3 separate regions of the Sus scrofa genome follow, and regions 1 and 2 are each linked to region 3. The links are chromatin contacts, called in public promoter capture Hi-C maps. All regions are on one chromosome and are shown on one strand. The core of a region is the stretch at or near the end of the contact, and the rest is flanking DNA. Distances in the headings are between cores, read along the strand shown. Region 1 holds the start of CNOT11 (CCR4-NOT transcription complex subunit 11). Region 2 holds the start of TBC1D8 (TBC1 domain family member 8). Region 3 holds the start of PDCL3 (phosducin-like protein 3).

Region 1 (4,033 bases), core at 1,198-3,697, 610 kb after region 3:
ATAATGTTCAATATTTTGAAATAACTTAGGAAAAAAAACCAATAAAACCTATGCATGCAGGCTAATTGCTGTAACAAACAGACCTCACAAGATTTTTTTTTTTTTTGGCCAGCCCTTGGGATGTGAAAGTTCCTGGGTCAGGGATCGAACCCATACCACAGCTGTAACCAAGGGCCACAAAGGTGACAATCCCAGTTCCTTAACCTCCTGAGCCACAAGGAAACTCCTAGATGTAACAATTGTATTTTATTTATTTATTTATTTATTTATTTTTATGGTTACATTCGTGGCATATGGAAGTTCCCTGTCCAGGGTTTGAATCCAAGCCACAGCTGCAGCAACGCTGAATCCTTTAGCCCACTTCACTGGGCGAAGTATCGAACCCACACCTCCACAGCAACCTGAGCTGCTGCAGTCTAATTTTTTTTTTTTTTTTTAATGGCTGTACCTGCAGCATATGGAGGTTCTTGGGCCAGGGGTCAAATTGGAACTTCAGCCACAGCAAGATTGGATCTGAGCTGCATCTGAAACCTACACTGCAGCTTACGGCAATGCCAGATCCTTAACCCACTGAATGGGTTGGGGGATCGAACCTGCATCCTCACAGAAACAATGTCAGGTCCTTAACCCACTGAGCCATGGTGGGAGCTACTTCAGTAGCATTACTAACCCACTGCATCACAAGGGCGCTCCCTAACCTCACAATTTTAGATGGCTCAAACACAATAAAATTTATTTACTATAATAAAAAAAATGATAGTATTTTCACGATAATTTGAATCAGTTTCCCAAGAATCCAAGCATTAGCAAGTTAAATCTGGTGCTGTTAGTTAATTGGCAGGGCTTTTCCAGGGGGAGATCTAACAGTAAATTGAAGAAGTCTTTGGAATATGCATTTTGATGGCCTAGCAATTTCTCTTTATTCAATTTTACTTTCAAATTAAGGTGGCGCTCAACTAGGTAACTTTTTTTTTTTTTGTCTTTTTAGGGCCACACCCGCGGCATATGGAGGTTCCCAGGCAAGGGGTCAAATCAGAGCTGCAGCTGCTGGCCTACACCACAGCCACAGCCACAGCCACAGCAACGTGGGAGCTGAACTTCGTCTGTGACCTACACCACAGCTCACAGAAACACTGGATCCTTAACCCCTGAGGGAAGCCAGGGATGGAATACGCAACCTCATGGTTCCTAGTAGAATTTGTTTCCGCTGCGCCACAACACTGAGCTGCTATCATTTTTTTCAGCATAGACTGGATTTCTGCAACTGGCCTGGTGGGAATTGCTAGTTGAAATCCTTGTAGGGTTTTGTAGGTCTAGGGAGGAACCTTGCAAGTCTGGGACCAGCCACTTGGTGGGTCCCAGCCTGGAGTGCACACTAGTCACCTGGGCAGATGTTTTTGCTTTTTAAAAATTTTACTAGGGCTGCACCTGTGGCGTATGTAGGTTCCCAGGCTAGGGGTCGAATCCGAGCTGTAGCTGCTGGCCTATGCCACGGCCACAGCAACATCAGATCCGAGCCACATTTGTGACCTACACCACAGCTCACGGCAACCCTGGATCCTTAACCCAGGGATTAAGGATCGAGGCCAGGGATTGAACCAGCATCCTAATGGATGCTAGTCAGATTCGTTTCCCCTGAGCCAGGACAGGACCTCTGTTTTTGCTTTTTGTTTGTTCATACCTGGCCATTAGGGCCAGGATTTGTAAAGGATTCCTGGAAACTTCCAGTGCACAGCTAAGGCCCAGAATGAGCGACCTAGGGCAGACTAGGTAAGAAGTTGCAAAGCAGGAGTTCCCTCGCGGTGCAGTGGGTTAAGGATCAGGCGTGGAGTAGGTTTGGTTCCTGGCTTGGGAATTTTTGTTTGCCACAGCGCAGCCAAAGAAAAAGTTGCACAACAATTTTGTATATAAATGTTTATTGTTAAGTTTCCAGAGATCTTGTTAAAATAGCCATGTACATGTGCAGTATGATTCCATTTCTTTAAAAAGGAGTGTAAGTCTAAAAATTAACTTTGCTTATGAGAAACATGTTATCCTTATCTGCACTTAAAGTTTTAGCATGACCATCCATGTGTGTTATATTAAAAAAGATTTCATATTCTAACATGCATTTTTCCAAACAAATAACACCGTCCTTTATTGAGACCGTTCGTTCCCGCACTGCCCAGGGGGGTCCTGGGGGCTGAACTCTTGAAGGAGGACAGGCAGACTATGCCGCAGCGGGGGGGCTATGGCACCGCTTGACTCCCACAGCGCGAGACCCGGCCGGGCCCCTCCCTCAGGCCCCGCCCCCATTTCCGGCGCTTTGCCCCGCCCACCCAGCGTCTGGGGATCTTCTCCCTGGCCCGGCACCAGCAGCCTCGCTCTGGCTCCGCGCTGCCCTTTCCGCGGCCGGCTGGTTTCTCGGTGTGTTTTGTTTGCGACGCTGTCGTGCAACAGCGCGCTTTACGGCCGCAGGGACGGAGCGAGCCGGCGCCAGGGCCACTCTGGCCGGGGAGCAGGGCGGGCGGGTGAGGTTGATGCCCGGCGGCGGGGCGAGCGCGGCGTCTGGCCGGCTTTTCACCGCCGCAGAGCAAAGAGGGACCCGGGAAGGGGCGGGGTCGGCGTCCAGGTGCGGCCCGGGGGTCTCCGGCTCCGGCAGCGGCAGAGGCGGAGCGGGCGTCCCCGGGCCGGGGAGTGGAGGCCCGGGGGGCCCTGCGGGCAGGATGAGCCTGACCCCGAAGGAACTCTCGAGCCTGCTGAGCATTATCTCGGAGGAGGCGGGCGGCGGCAGCACCTTCGAGGGCCTGTCTACCGCATTCCACCACTACTTCAGCAAGGCCGACCACTTCCGCCTGGGCTCGGTGCTGGTCATGCTGCTGCAGCAGCCAGACCTGCTGCCCAGCGCGGCGCAGCGCCTCACGGCGCTCTATTTGCTCTGGGAGATGTACCGCACCGAACCGCTCGCCGCCAACCCCTTCGCCGCCAGCTTCGCGCATCTGCTCAACCCCGCGCCGCCCGCCCGCGGCGGCCAGGAACCCGACCGGCCGCCGCTCTCAGGTACGCCCGGGGCCAGGTGTGCGTCGCCGAGGGTGAGATTGGCAGCTTCTCGGCCTTCACCCGCACTTGAAACTGATTGTTGCCTTTTGAGATTCCCTACCCCCCACCCCTTCCACCAAGTATGAAGAAGTAACAGCTTCATGGCGCCGAAAATTATCCCTCCCAACAATGCAGGTGGTCCAATCACGCAGCGTAATATGGGGCTTGATGGTTTAGCGCCTCAGATAAAATTTGTTCTCGTCAAGCCCGTCGGAGGTGTGTGAAGTTGTAAGTAATGACACACTGGATCTGCCCCCGGCTTTTAGTCTCAGACGAGTCAATTAGGAGTCATTCAGAACCTGAGGAAGTTGAGCGGAAACACATTTAACAGCGTTTAAGGACATCACAGCCACCTTCTTCTTGCTGTTAGGTCTTTGGGTAATGCGATGGGGGCGGAGGAGAGAAAGTCTCAAATTCACGGCCTAGGTTAGAAAACCCAAGGCTGTTGGACATGATGTGAAAGTTATGCTCGGTCAACTTCCGTGAAGATCGGTGGGTTTGATAGGAGGCTGCCTTTTTAAAAAAAAAAAAAAAACTCCAGAGATGCTTTATGAGACTTGAATTTGGGAGAAGACCTAAACCGGGCGAGGGGAAAGGCCCAGAAGAGATGGTGGTGAGGGTACCTGGAAGACTTAGTCAAGGACCAGTGTAGGGGGTGAGGCAGGTAGAGAGGTGGGAAGCAGCTTGATGGTAGGGTCCTTCAGCGGTGGTAAGACAGGCAGATCACTCCTTAGGTAGGGGGCTGCTATATAGGGAGCCAAGAGGTAAAGGCAGCCGGTTTTGAGTAAATACCAGAGGATTTCCTTGCAGGTGAGGGCTTCCACATTTTAAGATGGTCGTTTTTCCCGCTGCCCACTCCTCTGGATCTTAAGCATCTTCTGGTTGGTTTCCTGCACTGCCCTTGACCTAAGAGGAGTAACCTTTGTATTCCTTGAGGTGTCTGTGGGGTGGGGTG
Region 2 (3,592 bases), core at 749-3,248, 540 kb after region 3:
AAAGCACTGAACCTCGATCAGGCATCAGATCTGGGGCTCTGCCCTCCGTGTCTGGATCCCTCTTCCTGCTGAATGAGTAACCAGATCTCTTCCCCAAAGCAGACACAGGAGCTTTCCACCAACAGTGTACAGTGAACTAAGTCAACGGATGTTTGCTGGGCAAAGGTTCCTTACATTTTCTATTTCACAAATCTTCAAGGCCCATCCTCATCCTCTACTAAAGGAGACCATTCAGAGACCAGGTACTGAATGCACCAAAGATTAAGATACAAAGTCTCAAAAGACTGGAGGGGCAAACCCTTCCTCTGACCTCTTCACCTCTGACGGGCCCCACGGGGCTCCCCCAACCTCCACGTTCCAAGAGCCTGGGCACTAAAATGTCACTGTGTGGCTCAGGGGCACCAAGGTCATAGGACCTCCTGCCTCCTACACTAACTCCCCCACTCAGAGTCTAAAATAGCTCTCTGCCGCACACCTGTCCCCACTGATAACCACCACCACAGGTCACCCCACCACCCTTTCCATCCAGAAATCCTGCCAACTCTTGCCTGAATCCTTGAGGCTCTGTGACATCTGCCCTCCTTAAAGTCTATAGTGCGGGATGGGAAATTCCCCTCGCACTTGGTTCTGTCCTTTCAGGACTTATTTATTAACTGCATTTCCCGGTAGACTTTACTCCTGGAGGGCCGGCCACAGAATAAGGAGAGAGCAGTCACCAACCCCAGCTCGGCCCCTTGGCCACTCTCTCCCTAGCCATGGTCTCCTCCTGGTAGAAGGAGGCACGTGGTGGGAAGATCTAAGGTCCGTTTTATTTCAGATTCCAAAATTTGAAAAGTCCACACAGGTTCCCAAGATACTACTGGAAAAAGCTAGTATTCCTCTACTGGCCTGTTAAAACAGGTGTCCCTGCTAACACAAGCTGTCCAAACCCTTGATTTTCAAAGAGTTTTGGACCAAAACTTATAGGGAGTGGCGAGGAAATGCTGTTTTCCATAAATTTTACGAGCCTGAATTTTTTTTTCCCCCCTATCCTTTCTCCTAGGAAGAAAGGAAAGAGATGAGGGTAGGGCGAGGACAGGAAACTGACCTGCCGAGTTTTGCTAAGTTCAGGAGCTCGGGATTCGCACCACTTGGGTTTCTCCTCTGGGCGTGAGAGGGTTCCCGGAGCCAGGGCCTCTCGAGCTGCGCCCCGCCGTGGGCTGGCCGTGTCCCCAGCGGCGACACCACCTGGAGCCTCGGGCACGTCCAGATGGCCAGGGCGGGCCGGACCCGCTGTCACCTGGCCCGGCCCCGCGGCCCCGCTCCCCCCGGGGCGGCCCTCGCTCCAGCCGGCATCTCTCCTCGGATTCCCGAGCCAAGCCTGGCCTCCGGGCGGTCACCGGGCCAGGCAGCGGAGGCACCTGCCTCGCCCGGGAAAATGCACGAGCCCGCAAGTCCCTTCTGCCACCACCCCGACCGGGACTTGCTGGAGAAATGCAGGAGAAAGGAAAACAAGCCCGAGGTAGGGCCGGGCCGGCCCGGCGTCTCCAACGAAACCCCCAACTGCGCTGCAGCCCCGAGCTGGGGCCGTGGGCCCAGCAGGGAGCGAGGTCCGGGCCCGGCCGCTGCGCCTGCCTGCCCGCCAGCTTCGCGCGCCCCTTACCCGTGAGCCGGCCGCCCCCCTCGCCATGCCCGCGGCGCCGCTGGAGGATGAAGTAGCAGCTGCTCTTCTGAGTCACCCAGAGCTTCAGGGCGTTCTTCAGCAGCACCTCCTCGGGCTTGAGCCACATCGCAGCGGTCCGGCCGCGCCCGCGGGCCCCGGCTCACATCGCCCCGGTCGCCGGGCCGAGCCCGATCGGGAGGAGTCGGCAAGGCGAGAGTGCGACCAACCGGCGCCCTGCGCTCGGGAGTCCCGGGAGCGCTGTAGGCGCAGCTCGCCCCTTGCAGCCCGCGCAGCCCGCGCGTCGGTCCCGCCCCTGGCCCGCCCGGGCCCCGCCCACGGAACCGCCCACCGGGCACCGGGCCACGCCCACCAGTCGCCCAGCGTCCACCCCGCCGGCTCCGGTGGCGCCGCCCGGTTTCCGAATCCCGGCGGCTCCCGCGCAGTTCCGGAGTGGAGGGAGGAAGTCCAGTCCCGGCGGCCAGGCTCCCCGCCTCTCTCGCTGAGGGCGCCAAGGCCCCTCTCCCCTCCTCCGTCCCTGCGAGGTCACAGCCCGGAGAGCTGGAGGAGGAGGTGATGGGGAAAAAGACATCTTGTCGCAGCTCCAGGTTTCCAGCCTAGGGAATTTATCTTTGGGGGGACAGAATGCGTGCCAGGAAACCGAGGTGTGTGTGGAATAACACAGCATTTAAAATAACAAGAAATATTTCTATAAATAATCGACAGATAGCATTCAAAATTAAAAACAATTATTTGCCTTTTTTTTTTTTTTTTTTAAGTGCTGAGCATACGTTTTCTTTGCTCCCACGAGGGATCCCACGAAGCTGCCGAAGAGGCAGCGATGTTGTGGGACCCTGAGGCGAGTGTCAGACCAAACTCAGCACTAGACGTGGACACCCATCCTGCACACAGAAGATGCTGATTTTAGGGCCCCTCCTGAGGATCCCCTACCCAGGAATGAAACCAGTCACATTGGTTCCCAGAGACGTGAAAAGCTGGGAAGTATGGAGGAGATGATAGTAAAAACTATAGGGATTGTGGAGGCAGAGTTTCAAAAATGAGATATTTCTTCAAAGTGTGGTGGACCTGACTTGGCTGCTGGCCTGAACGGGCTGGGGATCTCCATGAGCAGTCTCCTCAATTAAATCCAACATCCTAGGAAGAGAAAAAAAGAAACTCCATCCACCTGACGGTAGGGTTTCAACAAAAGGACCCCGGACAAAACATGACTATTAATTGGGACAAAACTGAAAAGTGGAAGCAAAGTAAAGCTCCCACCAGCCTCCCGGGAACTGAGCAGAAGCTCTTCAATGGAAGCCAAGGAACTTGTTTGCAGACGATCAGAGGGATCAGCTCAGAAACCTAGCCCTGACCTGACAGGTAAGAAGCCAGGTAAGATCCTGTACCCAGGAGGAACAGGACAGCCCACCCAGGGGGCAGAGGCATGTGTGGTCCAGAGCTACAGCCTTGAGGCACAACTGAGAAAGGAAGTCATCTGTTCTCAGGGAGATGTGGGTGCCCCAAGGGGTACAGAGAGTGGGCAGGGGTGGCTGAAAAATATTCCTTCCAGAAATGGTTGCTGGAAACTGCCCCTCCCCCCACTCTCTGCAGGCCCTGGAATTGCCGAGAGAAGGGGACTGAACATGGGCCCTGTCCTAAAGGACTCACAAGCAAGAGACCAGGCCCAAAGTGTCATGGGAGTCATGCTGGGGACAGCAGGATGCACAGAATGAAGGCGCAGTTCCCTCGCACTGGGGATTGACAAAGCCCCACAGGGCAGCTGTGGTTTGACTGGGGCTGGGAAAACAAATATGTTTGCCACAGGGTCAAGTGGGAACGGCAGGTCCGGTGAGCAGATCAACCCATATGCCCTTGTGGTTGAGGGCACACCTCTGGAGAAAGACTGTCCTAGATCAAACCCCGTTCCTGCCACTGGTTCACTGCACAACCTTG
Region 3 (3,778 bases), core at 242-2,741:
TCCATATGCCCTGGGTGCGGCCCTAAAAATCAAGTTAAAAAAAAAAAAAAAAAAAAGTTGATTCTCCCAAGGTTTTCTGTGTATGCTATCATATCATCCACAAATAGAAATCTTTTTTTCCCAATTTCTTTTCTTTTCCCATTCTTACAGCTCTAATTTTTTTCCCAAGCCCTAATTATTCTCTCCAGAGCCAAGAGTGATGGAATGAGTGACAGAAGTTCTGGGGAGGTGGGAGGGACTGGGAACTGGAGCACAGGAGGAAGGAATCTTTGAGGAAAGTGAGAGAGGCAGCTTTCACCTTTCTATGCAGAGAAGTCAGTAGACTTTGAGCATCTGACTTGTTAATCTCCTCTGGAGAGAGGGAGCCTGTGGTGGAGATGAGTGTTGGCCTCCCAAAATAGCTAAGGCTGGAATGAGGCATGTCCACTCTAGTCCAGTGGATGAGCACTGGGCCAAACCCACTCCAAGCTAGCCTGATCCTGACTTTTCTGGTGAGACCAGGAAAATTCATTCACAGTTTGCTGCCAGATAAATTAAATGAATAAACAAATGTTTAAGAAGACCTATAATTTTGTAGAAAGGAGTTAGGTAATATTGAGAATCCTTTAAATGATTAAATCAGAGCTCCTTGCCTTCAAGGAATTATTTGATTCACTTTATACCAATGGTTGTGTATATTAGCAACACCTGAGATATTTAAGGCCCTATCAGTTCCAGGTCCCATCACTAGAGATTTAATTTGGGGATGGAGCCCCAGGGTAGCTGCAGTTTTAAAAGATTCCCAGGCGGTTCTAATGAAGCCAAAGCTTAGCGTCCTATACTAGCCTACAGATGTTATCTGTGTCTGCTTCCTTGACAGAAGGCGACCACTTAGATCAGGTGTCCAGGGAGGGAAATCGCTTTGCCACCCAGCCCTAAGTGTCCAACGAGGGGTATGGCTTTTTTAACTCAAATTCAGAGTGCTGCATGCACAGAAGCCTGGGGCCCAGCACCTGTATTTTACAACTCAGAGCGCAGATTTCTACTCAGCGCCTCCTGTGCAGTCCTGAAAGGGCTAAGCACTTTTGCAAATAGGGATCGCGTGGGCTCAACCAGGTGAAAGTACTTTCGCCTTTCCGTTTTTGTCTGTTGTGAGCACTGCTGTATGGACAGAGCCTAGCATAGTGCCTGGTATATAATCCGCTCTCAACGTCGTCGCTAAAAGGATAGTGAACGAATTCCAGGCAACCCAGCATTATTGTTAATGTAATACTGGATCACTGAAACGCATTTCTATTTGTGTTCCTGGGCCAAGACCTCCCATCCGATCTGGTCCGCAGCCAGAGAAACCGCCTCCACACCGGGTATCTCCCCACCTGACCCAGCCGTTCGGGGGCCGAAGACCTGCCCTAATAAGGCAGCGCGGGGAACTGGATCCGGTACTCGGAGGCAGACAGTAGGAGTGTCCTGCCTCGCACATGCGCACAGTTTCTGCGCCCGTTTCTTGAGGAGCGGGCGCAGGCTCAGAGGAGAGCGTTCTTCCTCCCTGGCTCCGCCCCGGTGGCTCCTGCGGGGCGGGGTGAAGGCCCAGCCGGCGGCTGCGCGCGTGCGCGGAAGAGAGCTGAGGGGCGGGGGCGCCGAGGCCGGCAGGGCTTGAGCGAGCTGAGACGATGCAGGTGAGTTAGCCGGTGGGTCGGGGGCGACGTTTGGGGGTTACGGCCACTCGTTGGCCCCGCTGGGTCTGCTGGAGGCGGGCTCTCCGGGCTGGGCCTGTGGGAAGCACCGGGCGCCGCGGCCTGGGGAGGCCACGCGAGACGAGACCCGCGCAGGCGCAGTGTGGGATGGGCGGGCGTGGTCCCGCGGGTCCCCACCCCGTCTGTCCCACCCCCAAATCTCGTTTGCGGGGCTGCCTTTCCTTGAGGTCACCTGGGGCCTGTGAAAGACACCCGGGGTACCACCTGGCGGAGTTACGTCCTCCGTGTTACCTATCTCAGCACCTGGGAAGGTGTGTTAGGACTCCTTGCGCGGATAGAAGCTGAACCTTGGAGGGGTCCCGCCTGGGAGTCCGAAAATGTAACAGTGGCGGGACCCGTGTTCCTGAGTACATCTAGGGCTGGGTGAAGGGTGCTTTCACCCTCTCCCCGCAGCATTGGTGTCCAGGTTCTGGTGCGCTCCTTTTGGACCGGGGGCTTCCAGAGCTCAGCCCGAGGGTTCCACTACCCAGTTACTTTCCGTCAAGAATGTATAGAACCAAATCCCCCGGGTTGGGGTGTTGTTCTTTTATGGTATGAAGAATTTGCTAGTGGAATTTGACTAAAACCCAAGGAAAATGAAAAAAAAAAAAAAGACACCATGGACATGGATGCTCTTATGAGAAAGTCTGACAACTGAATTTTGTCACTTTTGAAAGACCCTCCTCCAAAGGTCATTCTCCTGCCTCCCAGATCTCGCTGTGGTCATGGATTCTGATGAACTCACCCCTTACTCAGTGGCTGAAAGGCAGTGGCGTTAGTATGGATTTGGCTGGGGGCTGAAGGGGGTGATCATCTCCAAAAACAGTGTCTCTGCTACCAGCCTGACACTCAGAGATGGTGGAAAGGAAGCTCCATGGCTTCTCTGGCCTGCTTTTTGTTCCCTGTCCTTCAGGTCCCTGCTTAAAAGTTTCACTTCTTTAGAGGCCTTCCCTGACCGCCCTTTGAAAGGATTCTGTTTGTTTTTCTTTTGATATATCTCAGCAAGACCCAGGAGAAGGAGCTGGGGCTGGAGCCTGGTTATGCCGGTGCCCTTTGCACAGAACTCCTGGGTTTTGCATTCCAGACCAGGTCCATAAGCCGGGCTCCTGCCCCCCCCCCCCCATGCAAACCAGAGTTTGGGCAGCTGGGTTGTGGAGCTGAGCACCCACTTTGACATTGACGTTTCTGACCTTTGATCCTGGTAAATTCGACTTGTTCCAGTCTGGCAGTGTCTTCCCAAAGGCCATGGTTCTCTGAAGCTTGTGAGGATTAACTAGGTAGATACAGGTAAAGGGCTTCAAAGAGGCCCAGGGCTTAGAACTCAATAAGCTTTAGCCATTGTGAGCTCTTCCACGGGGTCTCAGATCTTCCTCTCAGGTTTGGCCGCTAAGATTCAGTCAGGCTCCCTTCCCTCTGATTCTCCTACAGCCAGTCCGGACTTTGAGATGCACGATGTTTCTGCATCTGGGCCCTTTGCACATGCTGGTCCCTCTTCCTGGAAGGGAATTTCCTAGGTTCTCACTCCTCTGTCTGATTCAGTTGCACTCTCCAGTCCTGGTTAAATGTCACCTCTTCTGGGAGAATTTGTCACCACCCATCCTGTGGGCTGCAGGCCCCTGTAACCCTAGCTCAGCAGCCTGGGGCTCATTGCATTTGCCACAGTTTGTAAGCTGTCTCTTTGTATATTTAATTGTTCATTGCCTGTCTCTTCCTCTCCACTGTAAAATAGGTGACTTTGGCATTCACCCTGCTTCCCTGCCACCTCGTACAATAATTTATATAGAGCAGGTACTTAATATCTGTCAATTGAATCACTCCGGGAGTCATTAATGAAAATACTGAACCAAAAGCAGGTCAGAGCCATGACATCAGCATTGATACCAGCCTGCATGTCAGGTCCTGACTTTTACCCCCAAGACTGCCTCTTCGGTGGAGGTGAGTGAGGGGAGTGGAGGACAGGAAGATTGGCACAGGGGCTGTGAGTCTTTTGACACTTTTTCAGATATAATTTGGTTTGAATTCCTCTTCCCACCACCTTTCCCATTTGACCCTTTGCCCAACATGGT

The links. Promoter capture Hi-C pulls out the DNA fragments that hold promoters and counts their contacts.
Region 1: a contact with region 3 is called in a promoter capture Hi-C map of fetal liver, with 6 times the contacts expected there. The contact joins the promoter of CNOT11 here to the promoter of PDCL3 in region 3. A contact is called at or near these places in 2 of 5 promoter capture datasets (fetal liver and liver) and 4 of 47 Hi-C or Micro-C datasets (liver and skeletal muscle).
Region 2: a contact with region 3 is called in a promoter capture Hi-C map of liver, with 2.9 times the contacts expected there. The contact joins the promoter of TBC1D8 here to the promoter of PDCL3 in region 3. A contact is called at or near these places in 1 of 5 promoter capture datasets (liver) and 3 of 47 Hi-C or Micro-C datasets (alveolar macrophages, heart right ventricle and skeletal muscle).

The regions. Positions count from the first base shown.
Region 1 is chr3:53,079,729-53,083,761 of Sscrofa11.1, reverse strand. It overlaps CNOT11 (CCR4-NOT transcription complex subunit 11), which reads left to right and starts at 2,447. Exons shown (of 7, transcript XM_003124884.6): 1 at 2,447-3,039. The coding sequence starts at 2,520.
Region 2 is chr3:53,147,465-53,151,056 of Sscrofa11.1, reverse strand. TBC1D8 (TBC1 domain family member 8) reads right to left here and starts at 1,998. Exons shown (of 20, transcript XM_021087166.1): 1 at 1,643-1,998. The coding sequence starts at 1,769.
Region 3 is chr3:53,690,747-53,694,524 of Sscrofa11.1, reverse strand. PDCL3 (phosducin-like protein 3) reads left to right here and starts at 1,491. Exons shown (of 6, transcript XM_003124899.6): 1 at 1,491-1,655. The coding sequence starts at 1,650.